Regions from separate parts of the Zea mays genome. Here region 1 is linked to region 2. A link is a contact called in public Hi-C data. All regions are on one chromosome and are shown on one strand. The core of a region is the stretch at or near the end of the contact, and the rest is flanking DNA. Distances in the headings are between cores, read along the strand shown.

The links. Hi-C and Micro-C count contacts between places; a contact is called where the count stands out from the background.
Region 1: a Hi-C map of tassel shows a contact between it and region 2, with 4 times the contacts expected there. The contact joins the promoter of LOC100274104 here to the promoter of LOC100280021 in region 2. A contact is called at or near these places in 2 of 25 Hi-C or Micro-C datasets (ear and tassel).

What each region holds. Positions count from the first base shown.
Region 1 is chr4:51,386,883-51,389,582 of Zm-B73-REFERENCE-NAM-5.0, reverse strand. It overlaps LOC100274104 (putative rnase H family protein), which reads left to right and starts at 1,417. Exons shown (of 9, transcript NM_001360534.1): 1 at 1,417-1,809; 2 at 1,892-2,050; 3 at 2,219-2,266; 4 at 2,361-2,423; 5 at 2,581-2,673. The coding sequence starts at 1,504.
Region 2 is chr4:50,773,009-50,775,708 of Zm-B73-REFERENCE-NAM-5.0, reverse strand. It overlaps LOC100280021 (putative SET-domain containing protein family), which reads left to right and starts at 1,362. Exons shown (of 9, transcript NM_001152966.1): 1 at 1,362-1,637; 2 at 2,303-2,573; 3 at 2,672-2,700. The coding sequence starts at 2,367.

The DNA of each region.
Region 1 (2,700 bases), core at 168-2,667, 610 kb before region 2:
TTCTCGGAAACTATTCTTCAGTATCTCGGGAACTTTTGTTCAGTTTCAACTGAACTATTTTTAAGTTTCTTAGGAACTAGAGACTATTTTCTCGTGAACTATTGTATAGTTTCTCACGACCTATTCTTCAGTTTCTTAGGAACTATTGTTCAATCTCTCATGAACTATTTTTCTGTTTCTCAGGAAATATTGTTGAGTTTGTCTTGAACTATTGTATAGTTTCTTAGAAATAAATATTGTTCAGTTTCATAGAAATCTGAAATAACTGCAGATTCAAGTGACTATTTTCATAGAAATACGAAATAACTGCAGATTTAAGTGACTATTTTACCGAAATCTGAAATAACTGCAGTTCATAGATTACAAGGGAAATAGAGGAGTATTTTCACTAGAAAGCAGTGCTTGAGATCACTGAATGAATTCTAGACTATTTTCACTAGAGAACAGTAGTTCATTTCACAAATTATAGTTTCAAACAAGTTCACATACCGGTACACACTGCACTTCACATATTACAATTTAAGTGGCCAGATTACACTTTCTTCTTCGGGGTGATTTTTAACTAAACATCTAACAATGCATGGAGACGATGTTGCTCCTGCTGAAATAGTACTACCAGCTTCTGTCGTAGCAATCTGTGATGAGACACCCACAGCCCTCCATTCACCACTTCTTCAGTCCTTGTATTAGGAACCACTTCATCAGTATGCTCTTGTATTAGAAACCACTTCATCAGTATGTTACTGTCATATAGCTCGAAGCTCTTTAGGAACCACTTTATCAGTAGTTGCCCGTGAACTATCTCGTGTACATGCAACCTATAGAGCATAATGGAATTAAATAGTTGTGACCTCACCACATAAGAATCTAACTAGGTATATGCTCGTGTGTTGTTATGATAAAATACATTAATATACAAAAAATTTTTGTTTTATAATATTAACTCCGTAGCAACGGACGAGCATATACATATAACACACATGTACATAAGTTATCGTGTTATTATACGATTTGGTTGTAACGCACGAGAACTTACCTAGCCTGATAAGAAGAGAGAGGAGCAACCAAGCTAGGCAGGTAGCCATAAAGCGACGACCACGACGAAATCAATCGTCGCGAGAAGTACCGTGCAGTCCAGAAGACTGAGGAGCGACCAAGAAAGGCAAGAAGGAAATGAACAGGAAAGCTCCAAGTCAAAGCTTTCATGGGCTTTGGTAAGCTCCAGACGCCACGACATCAGCATTGACCCAATATTGTCTCATTTTATGGGCTTTGCTTTAGATATTCATTCTCTTACAGAAAAGGCCCATCACTTAGTGGGCTTCGAAGAGAATCCATCCCAATAGTCTGCCCGGTCCATTCTATCTTCGTCGATATCGCCGTCTGCCCGTCTCTACTGGGAAGGGAAGGGAGCACCTGCCTGCTCCTGCGCGGCGGCGGTTGGTAAGCCCCACCTCCGGTCCCAGCCTGGCCAGACTTCTGCCCTTCTCCTCCGCCTCTCTAATGGTGATTCGCAGTTACTCTTCTTTCCACTGTGGGTTGCTGATTTCCAGAGCGGCGTGGAGGAGGCACTACCCGTTCTTCTGGGCTGTCAGGCCTTCCGTACCGCCGCCGCCGTCGCCACTCCCACTCCCACAGCCGCGCACGCGCTTCTCCTCCTCCTCCTCACTGCGCTCCACCAAGAGATCCGCCGCAAAGACGTCAATGGACTCGTCTTCAGTCGGTGAACCCTTCTACGTCGTCCGCAAGGGGGACGTCATCGGCATCTACAAAACCCTCAGCGAATGCCAAGCTCAAGTCAGCAATTCGGTATGTGCCTTCGAGTTCCGTGACTTTCCTTCCTTTGCTTTCTTGCTGTGGCTGACCATGCCCCTACTGCTACTGCTGCTAGGTTCGCGACCCTTCTGTCACCGTCTTCAAAGGCTACTCGCTGCGTAAAGACACCGAGGAATACCTCGCCGCGCGCGGGTTAAGGAACGCTCTCTACGCCATTGATGCAACAGATGCACGAGATGAATTGTTCGACGATCTAGTTCCCTGCCCTTTCCAGGTAACACGAACAATGCTCTCTGCTCGTAAGTTCCAGCTGCTTCAGGTAATTTAGAGTTCGATAAGGTTGCTGGTGATTTCTGGACATGAAATTCAGTTTTATACTACCTGACTTTTGCCGTAACATTAACATCTCATGGTGTGCTCATTGTGCAACTTATGGTTTCAGCAACCTGATGGAGCTGCATCGTCTACTCTGAAAAGATCACAGGAGATTGTGAGTAGCGTTTTCTTTGTCACTGTGGTTCATTTCCATTCAAAAGTGACCTTTATATATCTCATTAACTCGCACTAAAAATCATTTTCTCAAGGAAATCGGACCATCAAAGAAGCATCCCAAAGTTGATGAGCAGGTACCATTACCTGATAGTCATGTGAGTATAAATAATGCAATGCCCACTCTCTGTATTGTTATTTGGCTTGTTCCTGTAGTTATGGTTTGGTTTGTTACTAGCATGTATATTTTTAATTTATCTGTGCTGTGATGATACATGAAGCTGCGCTCATCAGCAGTTTTGACCTTTTTTGCAGCTCTCTTGTATTCTTGAATTTGATGGTGCCTCTAAAGGAAATCCAGGGAAAGCCGGTGCTGGAGCAATAATAAGGCAGGTAGATGGTTCCGTGGTATGTAGCCAACTGGTAACTAAACTG
Region 2 (2,700 bases), core at 113-2,612:
TACCGGCCGCGGTTGCGAAAATGGGGCATCACGCCCTCTCTTCTCCCCCTCTTTTGGGGGGCTGCTAGAATGTCCCTCTGCGTCAGGTGTTTTTCGCGTCCACGCCCGCGAACCGCTGCAAACAGACCAAACACCCCTGCTTTTGATAATAGGTTTCATCACCGTAGAAGAGCTTTTGAATGACATGTCAGCTTCATCAATGATCCATCAGTTGCCAAAACAACAATGCCATCAAGAGGAGCTTCGCATAGGGCGCTTAGGATCACAATACACCCAATGCAAAATGTTTGGCGTTCATCATCCAAGATGATCCAGACCGAATAAGAGCAAGAAGCAGATTTATTAAAATCACACACAATTAGCGTGCAAACATAGATAGAGGATTACATAAGGTGGCAACAACGACAGAGAATGACTTATCTAATCGATCTGTTTCAATTCTTGGGAAGGAAGCTAAACTAGTGTTGCATGAAATACGAACCTTGAATTACGGCTGACCAACAACAGGTCGACTCGATAAGCCCCTCCTTTTAAAACTCCTCTCGGATGATGAGCTTGGTAGAAATAGAAACCTAGCAATTTTGCCTATAGGAACAAAAAGATTGATATATCTACTTGGCTGGCGGCAACAGTGGCTCGCCTAGGAGCGTTTGCTGCTGCAGCTCTAGGTCATTGAGCTGCTGCTCCTGGTCCATCTCGATGATGAGCGGCAGTCCCAGCACCAGAAAAAGGTTGACCCCGCAATCCACGCCGCCTTCCCTGTGCTACACATAAGCTTCTTCGCATTGCACTACTGCGCCACAACCTCCGACTGGGAGAGGGCGACCAGGATGCCGTCCCCAGTCCCCACCGTCGTCGCCACACCTGAGAGCTGAAGATTGCGACATCCTAGAAAGAGAGAGAGGGAGCTAAGGTTTAGTGGGGAGGCTAAAGGGATTAAGGGAATGAAGGAACTCGGTGTCACGATGATAGGGCTGAGATTTCTTTTTACTTAGGTGTTGTTTGGTTCACATATTTGTAACGTGAACAATAACCTTGAAATATGTTTATTTAAATCTAACCGTAATTATATATCATACTAGAAATTGATATCGTGCAATTCAAACTTATTACCGCTAATAATCAAATATAAATTATTATCATTGTCAATTACGTTATATTTCATGAACGACACCTTAATACTTGCGATACGTCAAACATGGACCTTTCTTGGCTGCGTTGCGCTTCATTTGGGCCTCTTGGCCCAGTTCAGAAGGAATGATGGTCGCTGGGTCGGCCCAAATCATGATGGCATGGCCTCGCCTTTCCCATTTGATCGCCCAGGTCGAACAACAGGTCAGTGACCCATCCGCTCGCCGCGCCTTGTTGCCTTCCTTTGTTGTTGGTTGGGGGGACCTGGGAAGAAGAGAGAAACCCCAGCAGACGCCAGAGGAAGAGAGAAAACCCCAAGTCCTCCTCGCCTCTTCCGCCTTTCCTCTTCCCCCTTCCTAGTATAGACAATCATCAATCTGTGAGATTGGCGAGCGAATCACGCATACAACTGTAGGATGGAGCGGGGAATGAATGCCTCCCCTGATTGCAGTTAATCCTTCCCATTCCAGTCCGTTCCTCGTCCACTGGAGTCCGTTGAAGTACAGGTGTGTCTCTTTTCCTTCCTGTTCTCCTCCCCTCCTCCCTTCCTCCGTCACTATTCATTCATCTCCCTTCTCACGCATCGTATGTGGTGGATCCACTGCGGATTTTCCTGTTGTAGCACTTGAGGTCACCTTTCATTTCATTTAAGCATCTTTCTTATACTGGTTCTTAACAGGGAAAAAAAGACTGACCATTTTTTAAGGTGCGGGTGCGTTCTAATGTTTTCAACGATTCTCGTAAACCTAAGCTACCATTTTAGTTCATGCATTGGGCTCTGGAAAACCTAAGCCACCATTCAGTTCAGGCATTAGGGATTTTGTGTCTTCCTTCGAGGCACACAAAAAAATGGCTCTCATTTTTAGTACCGTCGTATCTTTTTCTATTTTGTATTTCGTCTTGTTTTTTTTTTGGTGCGATCTGATCTGTTCTGACGATTCTGGCGGGGGAAAAAAAATTAACGACCCAACCTTGGGGATTGGTACCTTCGTTTGGTCACGCCTTATTTTCTCTTACTTTCATGGGTTTTGCTTGCATCGGCTACTGCTCATAACAAACAGTACTAGTACTGTATAGTATTCGGTTGCATGCATTTTGTGCAACTTGAGTAGTTTATTTTGCCCAGTTATAAAGTGTTTGACCATTTTCTTGCCCATGGCGCTCGCCACAGGCTGCAGTAGGACAGGGAGCAACCGCCACCATAGCTGTTCGCCATTTCTTCCATCAACACCAACATGAGCAGCAACAAGGAAAGGGCCAAGAAGGCATTGAACGCCATGAAGCTGCTTGGTTTCTCTAAGAAGCAGGCCACCCCAGTACTCAAGGAACTCCTCAACATCTTCAACAACAACTGGGAGCCCATTGAGGATGAGTGCTATCGTGCCCTCGCTGATGCCATCCTCGATAGGCAAGACAACAAACAAACCCCTCCCTCCCAACAGGTCATCATTCTCCTATCTACCTCGCTTACAACAGGTTATACCTTCCTTTCTTCTCCATTAACTCCTTACTGCTGTTCATTATCGATATTTTTTATCAGGGCAACCAAGCAGCACATGCGCACTCGGA